Linked DNA regions of Pan troglodytes: region 2 is linked to region 1. The links are chromatin contacts, called in public Hi-C maps. All regions are on one chromosome and are shown on one strand. The core of a region is the stretch at or near the end of the contact, and the rest is flanking DNA. Distances in the headings are between cores, read along the strand shown. Region 1 overlaps PRKAG2 (protein kinase AMP-activated non-catalytic subunit gamma 2). Region 2 holds the start of PRKAG2 (protein kinase AMP-activated non-catalytic subunit gamma 2).

Evidence for each region. A called contact is a pair of places that touch in the nucleus more often than the background predicts.
Region 2: a Hi-C map of stem cell-derived neural progenitor cells shows a contact between it and region 1, with 1.8 times the contacts expected there. The contact joins the promoter of PRKAG2 here to the enhancer-like site in region 1. A contact is called at or near these places in 1 of 7 Hi-C or Micro-C datasets (stem cell-derived neural progenitor cells) and 1 of 1 datasets of contacts at active chromatin or transcription factors (stem cell-derived excitatory neurons).

What each region holds. Positions count from the first base shown.
Region 1 is chr6:166,649,878-166,655,709 of NHGRI_mPanTro3-v2.0_pri, forward strand. PRKAG2 (protein kinase AMP-activated non-catalytic subunit gamma 2) reads right to left here. Exons shown (of 16, transcript XR_010158707.1): 5 at 2,004-2,073. Among named protein-coding and RNA genes, the nearest start is that of RHEB, 110 kb to the left of the region's middle. Within about 2 kb of position 3,009, at least 17 of the 24 cell types and tissues checked have an H3K27ac peak or open chromatin away from gene starts, as enhancers often do. A contact at or near this core is called in stem cell-derived excitatory neurons and stem cell-derived neural progenitor cells, where this site is marked.
Region 2 is chr6:166,894,626-166,900,457 of NHGRI_mPanTro3-v2.0_pri, forward strand. PRKAG2 (protein kinase AMP-activated non-catalytic subunit gamma 2) reads right to left here and starts at 3,233. Exons shown (of 16, transcript XR_010158707.1): 1 at 2,591-3,233.

The DNA of each region.
Region 1 (5,832 bases), core at 1,759-4,258:
TTAAGAATCTAGAAAAGTTTGACAGGGTTATTCGTGGGATTCGGTGTGCTTTAAAGGAATGACAGCAATATAGATAAAAATAGATGGGTGAAGAGGGGAAATTCCTTTCTTAGACACTTAGGTTTAATACTTTACATTCATTACATTGGCAGACACAATGAAAAGAAAAAAAAAGTGTATATCTGCTTAGAGAAATGCATAATTAAATTAATAAATCTCAAGTAAGAAGAAGAAACGGGACAGGACACCAAATCTGTGTTGAGAAGAATCTCTGTGTTGGGTTTCATTAATAAAAATCTTAAAAAGCTCATGAATTCAGTACAATGCTTAATGGCACTTAAGCGATAATAGTAACTAACATTTATGAAGTACTCACTATGGGTTTACACTGTTTTTAAATGCCATGATACAGATTGTCTCATTTAATTCTCAAAACACCTGATATTAGCTCTATTTTAGAAATGAGAAAACCAAGGCACAGAGAGGTTAAGTAACTTGTCCAAGGTCACACAGCTAAATAAGTAGTAGCGATTCCTCTCGAACAGAAGCTGCTCTCTAGTTCTTCTTGCCTCCCTGCTAATTTGCAAAAATTGTAACTGTAAAAGACTCTCATTCTTACTAATATGAGACAAAACCCTGGTGATTTAGACATTCAAAATCTTATGGAACGGGCACACCATTCCACCCTGTGGACAGCGGCCAAGATTTGGCCTGCAATATAATAAAACTGAGGAATAGTGAGATGGGTTCGAATGAAGACCCTGGATTATTTTTCTGTAGGATGAAATGCAAATTAAGTCCGGTAAAATTCTGAAATGCAGCACCATTTGTTACCAATAAATACAGACAAACACTTTTAATGACAATGACTATGAACGCGTTCTCTTCCAGCTAACATGTTTGTGAAATGCTGCAGTGAATCTCAAAGATAACAGGCACCCGGCTAATTCTATTGGGTTAACACGTCCATGCTGGCTGTGCAGGCTTATTTAAGTAATTGCCTGACTGTGAATGAACGAGGTATTAAAGTAAAGTTGGCACAAGGGACAGCATCCACATGGCACATTCTTTGTTTCGAGAGCTTTATTCTATCAATACTCCTGGAAAAAAGAGAAGTTGCTAAATAAATAATGGAAGCACACAAGACAGTGTGAAGGCCTTTTCAAGTCCTCGAATTGTCAAGCATCTTATATAAAGTTCTTTCCCGACTCTGAGCTCATCACATTTCATTTTACATATTAATTTTGCGTAAGAGCAAGCTCATCCCGTTCAAATGTTAACAGCTTCAAAATAAGATCCTGGTGAAAGCTCGTCACATTCCATTTTAAATATTAATTTTGCCAAAGAACGAGCTCATGCCTTTCAAATGTTAACAGCCTCCAAATAAGATCCAAGTTATTTACCTGTAAGATACAAGAAGAAGACAGGAGAGGGAAAAAAAAAAACAACCAAGTGAGAGGAGAGGCGACAGAAATGACGGAGTGAGAGGGTCGCCTGAACTCAACACCGATTCAATAACCTCTTCAGGTTTTCCTATTTAACTTTCCCCATTAAAAAAGAAGACACACCCTACCGGTGATATCTTCACAGGCGCAGATAAGGGCACCAGTCTATGATTAAGGGTCTGGACTGTGGGTATGATTCGGGGTTGCCTCCGAGTGCATGGTGACAAGCACAAACAATTAGCGCTCCCTGACACCTTGCTGTAATTCGAGTTCGGCGAGTAAGGACAAAAGGGCCGCCCATCCGTGTGGTTGCCGGGCTCAGGGCTGCGATCTGGGAGCCTGGCTCGCGTCCCCTCCGCGGACGCCCGGTACCCCGCAGCCCGAGCTCGCCGGCGCCCGCATCCCCGCCCCGGTTCCCGCCCCGGCCCCTGGGCTTCCGCAGGACGCAGCTCGCCGTGGGGCAGCGCCGGAGACGGGGCGCGGGGTCCCCGCGGGTCCCGGTCCTCGGGCGGCCGGGCCGTGGGAGCGCCGGGCCGGCAGCGGGCGGGGCGCACTCACCTTCGTCCTCGAACTCCAGCTTCTCCAGCATGCCGGCTTCCGCGGGTCCCAGGGCCGCCGCCAGCGCCGCCTGAGGGGGAGGAGGAGGACAGCGATCAGCATGAGCTGCGACGCTCGTCCCCGGCCGGCGGGCTCGCGGCCGGCCGAGCGCTGGGGCCTGGCTCTGCCGCGCCGCCGGGAGGAGGGGCCTGGCAGGGGACGCGGGCAGCGGGGGCCGGGGGCGGAGCGGGAGCGCTGCCCCCACCCGCCCGAGGCCGCCGCCGCCGCCGCAGGTGGCGCGGCCGCGGCCCGCGTGCCCCTCCGCGAGTGGGACGCGCCGCTCCCCCCCGCGCCTTGGTACGGCCCGCCCGGGAGGAAGCGTGGGAAGGGACCCGGGAGCTCGAGGGCGGCAGCGCCTGGGCCCGGGGCGCCCCCCTCCGGCCGCGGCCCGCGTCCTCCCCGCCGTGCGGCCATTGGGAGAGGCCCGCGGCCCGCCCCCACTCCGCCCCCCGGCGCCGCTCACCTTCCCAGCACCGGCGGCCGCGCTCGGCAGGCTCCACCTGCGCAGGTGTGGGCTCCGCGGCGCGGGGACGGGGACGGGGAGAGGGGCTGGAGGCTGCAGAACGCCCCGGGGCGCCAGCTAGGGGATCCTTTCTCGCTTTCCTCTTCCCTTTCCAAATTTTAGCTGTAACTGCCCATCCTCGGCCCCCTTAACAAAAATCGTTCCGTGGGCTACACGTATTGTAGATGCACTTTGTCGCTATCCATTTTTTTTTTCCAGCATGGAACTCTTAATTCGCGTCCTCTCTTCGCAGCCGAGTGTCTTCTCGGTTGGGGAGCCGCTGCCAAAAACGTACACACCCTGAATCTGGCCCTGGCCGCTCAGGAGCTGGGTATCTGAGACTCTACTATGGCCAACTCAGGTTGGCAGGCTGCGCGGCCAGCAGCCGCTAGCCTCCTGGAAGGGCAGGACAGGCCGAGAGGGGACCGAGGTCCCGGGGACCGAGGTCCCTGGCCCCACGGCCCATCCCTGCAGAGTGCACGGGCGCTGCGAATGCGATTAGCTCCAGTACCGATTAGGGCTGAAAGGAGCTTGGCCCTAGCGTTCTTGCAAGCCGGGCCTGAAAGAGGAAGTCCTGAAAATGCCTCTCGTTTTGCTTTGTCATCTTACTTGCGCCAATCCCTAAGTCTTAAACCCCTTAAAAAAAAGAAAAGGGGTGGGGAGAGAAAAAGAAAACAAAACTAAGATGTTTCATGGTAAAAAGCTACAGCAGATATCATACTTCATAGTGAAAGACTGTTTTCCCTATGAAGTTCAGAAACCAGGCCAGGGTGTCTGCTCTCACTAATCCTATTCAACATGGTTCTAGAAGTACTAGGCCCTGCAATAAGGCAAGAAAAGGAAAGAAAACGCATACAGATTGGAAAGGAAGAAAAACACCTGTGTAGATAACATGTTATCTACATACAAAATATCAAAGAATCTACAAAAGAAAGAAAAAACTCACCTGGAATTAGTGAGTTTGGTAAGGTCATAGCATACAAGATCAACACACAAAAATCAATCACATTTCTATAAACTAACAATGAACACGTGGAAAAATATATAAAACAATATCACTTAATACAATCACTTCAAAGAAAATTAATACTTAGGCATAAACTCAAGAAACCATGTTTAGTAGCTGTATGCTGAAAATCACAAACTGTAGATGAAAGACGAGCTAATAAATGGAGAGACAGTCCTGAGCTGGAAGCCCCAACATAGTAAAAATGACAGTTCTCCCCCAGATTAATCTTTTGGTTTAATGCAATTGCTACCAAATTAGGGTTTTTTTAAAGACATAAATAAGCTTATTCTAAAATTTACATGGAAAGGTGCAAGATCTAGAATTCTATTTATTTATTTATTATTTTTTTGAGACGGAGTCTCGCTCTGTCACCCAGGCTGGAGTGCAGTGGCGCAACCTCGGCTCACTGCAAGCTCTGCTTCCTGGGTTCACGCCATTCTCCTGCCTCAGCCTCCCAAGTAGCTGGGACTACAGTAGAATTCTTTAATCTTGAAGTCGCTTAATACTAAAGCAAACTATATAGATACAGCAATCAAGACAATGGTATTGGCAGAAGAATAGATACAATAATCATTAGAAATAAATAGAAAACCCAGAAATAGACCCATGCAAACATGGCAAACCAATTTTTGATGGAGGTGTAAAAGCAATAGAACTGGAGTAATTGGATATCAAAAGGTAAAAAGACAAAAACAAACCCCAACCTAAGCCTTGCGTTTTACACACAAATTAGCTCACATTGGATCGTGAACTTAAAACTATGAAACTTTTTGGAGAAAATATTTGGGAACTGGGGCAAGGCAAAAGTTAGACTTGACACCAAAAACACAGTCCATAAAGGAAAAACATAAATGGACCTCATTAAAATTAAGAATTTTTGCTCTGCAAAAGACCGTGTTAAGAGGATGAAAAGAAAAGCTACACAGTAGGAGAAAATACTTGCAAATCACATAGCCAACAAATTACTAGCACACTGCCTATAGGGTTAGCCCTGCTCTCCAAGGAATAGCAAAAATAAAATAAAATAAAAATGTCTGGAATACATAAACACTACCAATATTAAACAGAAAAAGGAGAAAATAATCCAATTAGAACATAGGCAAATGACACAGAACTGTTTCACCAAGAAAGATATACAGATGGCAAATTAGTGCATGAAAAGATGTTCAAAGTCATTAGCCATTATATAAATGCGAATTAAAACCACAATGAGATACTACTACACAACTGTTAAAATGGCTAAAATCACAATAATAACAACATCAAATGCTGGTAAGGATGTGGAGAGACAGACAGGATTACTTCTACACTGCTGGTGGGAATGCAAAATGGAACCACTGTTTTTTTTTTTTTTTTTTCTTTTTTTTTTGAGACAGGGTCTCCCTCTGTGGCCCAGGCTGGAGCGCAGTGGACCTATCTCAACTCACTGCAACCTCTACCTCCCAGGTTCAGGCAATTTTCCTGTCTCAGCCTCCTGAGTAGCTAGGATTACAGGCACATGCTACCACAGGTCAACTAATTTTTGTATTTTTAGTAGAGATGAGGTTTCACCATATTGGTCAGGCTGGTCTTGAACTCCCGACCTCAGGTGATCTGCCTGCCTTGGCCTCCCAAAGTGCTGGGATTACAGGCCTGAGCCACTGTGCCTGGTCAGGAACCACCACTCTTAAAAACAATTTGGCAGTTTTTTATAAAACTAAACATGCAACTACCACGTAACACATTAGTTGCACTCTTGGGCATTTATCCCAGGGAAATGAAAACTTACATTTACACAAAAACTTGTACATGAATATTCATAGCAGCTTTTTTGCAACAGTGCAAACGAAATAACAGATGTCGTTCAATGGATGAATGGTGAAGTGGGCTGTGGTAGGTCCATCTATACCGTAAAATACTACTCAGCAAGAAAAAGGAAGGAACTACTGACACATACAACAACTTGGATAGATCTCCAGGGAATTATGCTGAGGGGGAAAAAGCCAGTCCTAAAAGGTCACATACTGTATGATTCCATTTATATTATAGTCTTGAAATAAAATGGTCGAAATGGAGAACAGATTAGTGGATGCCGGGGATCAGGGGCTGGGGTAGGGGGCCAGAGGTGCCTATGGCTACAAGAGGATAATGTAAGAGATCCTTGTGGTGACCGAACTGTTCTACATCTTGACTGTATCAATGTCAATATCCTGCTTGTGATATCACCCTGTATTTTTCCCTATGAGTCAGGCCAAGCTGATTTAATTCTGTGGAGGAAATGACAATAAATTTTTTTTTTT
Region 2 (5,832 bases), core at 1,983-4,482, 240 kb after region 1:
CTCCTTCTGCCTCTAGAAGCAGGTGTGGTCTGCACTGGTCTTCGTATGACCCTGGATCATTTGCTAGCCTTTGTCTGAAAGCCTCATTTTCCCAGCGAGGTTATAACTGCCACCTAGCCTGGCACAATGATCAATAGGTAATGACCATTAGGCAGATGAGGGGACCTCCCTGGTGCCCAAAGCAACTGCAAGCCCTGTGAGGACTTGGGCAGATCTTCCCCAGATCTCACCCTAACCAGAGCCTGGGCACGTGGTCGGGCACGTGGTCACCCCCAGCCACTGTGGAATAACTGAATGAATACTACTTTCGCGGTGGGCTGGCTCATGCCAAGAACATTATGAAAAGCTGCCAAAGTCACCACTGGCAGCAAGAAGGGTGGTCCGAGGACCCCAACTATAACATGGCTTTTCGACGTTCACGGCCTGGCCTCACAATCCTTTTTCTGGTTCTGGATTTTGTCTCACATATCGCTGGCACCACCCCACGGGCACGCCCACACATCACACCCTGCATTTGGAACCAGCCTCACCATGTGGCTGCCACACAAAATGGCCCAACCACTGGACAATGGCATGTTCTTGTTTCTCTCTCTCTATTTTTTTAAAAAACTAGGTGTCTGATGTATATGTATATGTATAAGCCATATATTTATAGGACACTTTACACTTGTCAAGAGTTTTCCCGGGATGGGTGTGATGGCTCACGCCTGTAATCCCAGCACTTTGGGAAGTCAAGGTGGGCGGGTCGCTCGAGCCCAGCCCATGTGGACCAGCTTTGGGCAACATGGTAAAACCTCATGTCTACAAAAAAAATAAATAAATTAGATGGGTGTGGTGGCACATGCCTGTAGTCCCAGTTACTCAGGAGGCTGAGGTGGGAGGATCACTTGAGCCTGGGGAGGTTGAGGCTGCAGTGAGCCATGATTGCACCACTGCATTCCCACCTGCGGAACAGAGTGAGACCCTGACTCAAAACAAAAAAAAAAAAACAACAAAAAAGAGTTTTCCCATGAATTACTTTATTTCAATATCCGTATAAAGCAGGAAAAATGGGTATTATTTCCTGCATTTGACAAATGGGAGAAAGAGTAGTTACACGGTTAGCTCAAGTGATCACTGTTTAAGAGGTTTGTGGCAGCAACATCTAACTTTTAACTCACGAACATGGTTTTAAATGTCTTACATGAGAGATGTAAACAAGAATGTTTCATTTTCAAATAGAACACTTATTCCTGCATAATCGAGTCACCACCGTGGGGGCCACACAGCAGCCAGGGGTCCAAGTTTCCTGCCCCAGAGCTTTCCAGCCAGGGAGGGCTGGCCCAGGGCCCCTGTGGGGCTACTTGGCATCAGGCGTCTGGAGACCCGCCCCTGGACTCCACCCTCTTCACCCAAGCGTTAGGCACGTGTGGGCCGGAGTTTACACAGGAGAACCTTAGCCGGGCGTCTAAAAGAAGGGTGGCTCAGCAAACACGGGGCAGTGCGCCCTGGGATTCACAGTGGGAAGTGAGTGGCCTGCCTCGGCCATGCCAGCTGCGCCTGACCCTGTCGGGAAGGATTAGCTTTAATGAGGGGTCCGGATAGCCCATTCACTGCGCACTCCCACCCTGCCCCGGGAGAGCAAAATAACTTTCTCCACGGAGCACTCTGGTGTGTGTGTGTGTGTGTGTGTGTGTGTGTGTGTGTGTGTGTGTGTGTACACAAACATTTACTTGGTTGGCTGAGGCGGAGGGTGTGACCCAGTGGGCCACACCTCCCACCACCCTACCCCGCTACGGGGAGGCGAGGAACAGTGGCCGCAGGCTACTGGGGCGCCTTCCGAAGAGAGAACCACCACCCGGCCCGCCGCCCCTCTGGCTGGACAAAGTGAAGCCGCAGGCAGATCCGAGTCGCCAATGTCCTCCCGGGCGGCTGGCGCGGACGGGGCTGAAGTTCAATGCAGCCTGCACGGATTAGGGAGCTCCGAGCCCCCAAATACCACAGAGACCCAAAGTACACTCCCGGGGCGGGGGAAGGGAACGGCGGCAGAGGAGACCCCCGCTCCAGGCCCAGAAACGCCCCGAGGGAAACTGGAGCGGAGGCGGTGCATTGGAAGGCGCGGCTACACAGCTCCCCCCAACCCCCGCCCCGCTGCTTTCCCCACCCACCGCCCCTCCCCTCTCCTCCCTCCCCTCCCCTCCCTCCGTCTCCAGCAGCCGAGCGCGGGCTCCACCTCCCCGGAGCGCAGTCCACACCGTCCCTTTTCAGCAAAACAACACAACGCACCGCCCCCCGCACCCGCACCCGGCTGGATACCGGGCTACGCCCAGCCGCCCACCAGCCGCGCCCGGCGCCCCCTCTAGTCTGCAGCCGCCCAGCCCCCGCCCCAGGCGGAGCCCCAGCCCGGGCTGCACGCGGGCAGAGAGAGAGATTGAGCCCCGGCTCCGCCAGCCCAGCTCGGGCCCTGTCCCTCTACCCTTTCCCCAAGCCGCCCGAAGTGACAGGAGGGGCACGCACGGCGCGCGCGGGGCGTCCAGCGTTAACCGCTTCGGCGCCGGGGACGGGAGCGACAGGAGGGCTGGGGAGCAGGGGACCGAGTGCTGGGACTCACCGGAATGTGCACGCGCAGCGAACGCCTCTTCTGGCTGGCATTTTTCTTGCCGCCGCTCCCGCCGGGGCTGGAAACATCTTTTTTCTTCTTGGTGTCCATAACCGCGCTTCCCATAACTCTAACCAGAAGTTGATTCTGGGAAACTCCTCGGGGGTTCGGTCCCCTCCTTCCCTCCCCCGGCCGCTGCCTTCGGACTGGAGCCGCGCGCTCTGTTACACCCTGAAGCCACCTCGTGGGGACTTCCGCGGAGAGGGAGGGTGAGCAGGGAACTCGCGCCGCCGCCGCCGCCGAAGCGCCGAGTTCAAGCGTCCTTTCCTACGGAACCCTCGCAGGCAAATCAGTCAAAGCCCGTCCCGGTTCTGGTGTCTCCCCGGGTTACTCGTGGCTGAGGTCTCCCGCTGGGTGACAAAGTTTTCTTCCTTTTGCAAAGCGAAGAAACATTTTCCACCCTCTCGGCTCCTCCCACAGATTCCCAGAGGTAATCTGAAAGGCAGGTGCAATTAAAACCAGCAATTTGGAAAACAAGCCTCCTATGCCTGTGCCCAAGTGGGGAATCTGGAGCCAGTAAGACCGTTCGTGCATAAATGTAATCCTCGGCCGCAGAATAAACCAGCTCGGAGCCTGCAGCTGGGTCCGTCCTCCTTTCTGGGCGAGAGGGAGGGCGGCGGGGGAAGAGGAGGTGCAAGGCGAGCCCTCTGCGCAATTGGGCTACGGGCGGCCGCTGGCAGAAGTTCTGGCGGCGGCGCTCGCGGCCCTGCGCGCCGGAGGGGGCGCCCGGAGCCCAGCGGGCCAAGAAGGGCAGGGCGCCCGCTCCTCGCCCCCCGCCGCGCCGCGGCCCCAGGGGACCGCAAGGGGACAGTGAGGGGCCGGGCCTGGCACCGACGCAAGCTCGGGGAGCGCGGGTGGTGGGAGGCGGCGCGTGTTGAACAGGAAGTGCGCGGCGTGCAGCGCCACCGTCCCGCTCCCCGTCGCCCCACGCCGCCCTCGTCGCCGCGCCCAGACCCCCGCGGCGGCCGCAGCCGCTCGGGACTCGCTGCGAGCTGGTTTCGGAGCCATCCCGCCTCCGGGCGTCTCACTGTGTGCCCTACCCTTTGAAACACGCCCCCGCCCCCGCCCTGCCGCAGACCAGGCAGCGAGGAAGCCCACAGTCTCCGGGGGCGCTGCGCGCGAAGTAGCACGTGCTTCGCGAAACACCGCAGCCCCCGGGTCCCGCCCCGCCCGGTGCGCGCACTCGAACCCGCCCAGAGAGCGGTGCGTGGCGCTGGGTGTGAGCAGGGTCTCGCCACCCCCACCCTCACCCCACCCCACTCCACCCTGCTTTTTTCAGGTTCATCAAGGTTTGCGCAGTGGATCCGCGGTAAGTGCGTGTCCCCACGCCGCGGGAAACGTGGGGCTCCTGAGACTGCGGAAAGAATTGGGAGAAGGGGAGGTCTCGAAGACCCGGGAGAGGGTTCCCGGTGCGGCCCAGGTCCTTTAGAGCCCCGGGTGGGCATCCAGTACCGCCTGCTGCCGAGGGCCCTAGAGGGGTTGGGGGAGGGGGCTGGTGTGTCCCCCACCCCCAGATGCGCCCCAGGATGGCGCGACCTCGGCTCCCTGGTGGAAAGTAGGGGGAGTGCTGGCTTGGGGGTCGCTTCCCCTCCTGCTCTAGTTTCTGAGGATGTGATGACCCCAAAGGTCATTGGCGCTCCCAGGATGCTGACGTCAGCTCAGCCGCTCCGAGTAATCAGTAATGCAGGGAGGCCACCCGCAGAAAGAACGCGACAGGGGTCGCTTTGGGGACACCATAGGGCCTTTACTCCTTTTGAGGTGCGTGCTTTCGCAGGACTCCCTCCCCAGAGGAGGAGGCATGATCAGCCCACCCAAAGGATCATCTCTTAGGAAGCAGGCGTGCGCCCACGCAGGGAGAAGCATCCTTCCTTTCAGCTGCTTGCCGGGCGGCTTTTCCAAGCAGCTTGCACAAAATCGTTACAGCTTGGGTGGTTCCCTGGCTCATAGGGGTGGGTTTATATTCTTTCTCCTTCTCCTCTGCTCTCTGGTCCAGAATGAAGCCAGCCTGGAAGATCCCCATTCTCGAGACAGAGCCTGACAGGGGCAGATGCTCTGGAAGGACCCTGTCTGGGTTTAGCAACCAAGCAGCCATCCTGGCCCCACAGGTGTGGGACCAGCAACCAAGCAGCCATCCTGGCCCCACAGGTGTGGGACTTCTGGGTCTTCTCCTGGCTGGCTTCTTGCTAGAGGATTTCAAGAGACCCAGCAAGACTGTATTGTCCCACTGAATGCTCAAGATATTGGTTAGAAGTAGAAAAGGGGAGGGGGTAGTATTTAGCCTCTGTCCCCACTAAAAATTATTCCCAATTGTCATTTGTGTCATCTGTTTAGCTTACAGTTTTAATCCTTGTCAAAATGATCATTTGCCAGGGTGCATAAAACACCCTATTTGATGAGAACTGGTTTTAAAGGAAAATGGGGCCATCAGAAGGAAGCCGGTTGGTGTGAAGAGACGTCTGGGAAGAGCCCCTGGCGAGGGCCCTCATTCCACTGGGCGACCCAGAAGGAGAAAACTGCGATGGCGCTTCTCATTTGAAATCTTTTCTTTATGGACAGTGTTTAGCAATTGTTATAACGTGTATTTTTGTTGATTGATCTGTATACATACGTAAAATAATTTGTTCTCTGAGTTAATTTTGTTGGAACAAAGACTTTCGTGCTTCCTAAATTAAAACATTTTACTGTATTGCCTGCATTTTAAGAGCCTTTTTTTAATTTTTAATTTTTTTGGTCCTTGTGACATGACGAGGTATAAATTCTGGGTTTTGTCCAGGGTTCCTGGCTTAGGACTCTCGTCGCCCTCATCACAGTCTCTTGTTATAATGTTGGGGCGCTTTAGGCCTCAGACGCCCCAGGAAACAATCTCCTCTGAACTTCCCCTGCCCTCCTTCACCACCTCACCAGCCTAAGGCAGGACTCTAATCCTCCCTCATCTTTCTGATTGTGGGACTTAAGACCCTCTATTCAGAAGGGGTCCTGCCCCGTTCCCGAGAGGAAGAAATCCTGCACGGAAAGGCCAATAACGGTCGGAATAGGCAGGCCTTGTTGGGTGTCCACACTTACTCAGTCACTATTAGATCATACCTTTTTGTTCGATCACATTTCTGCATGGTCGTCAATCGTGTCTGTCCAATGAAGTCTCCGTAAGAAGCCCAAGAGGTCTGGGTTTGGGGGCTTCTGGATCCCTGGACATG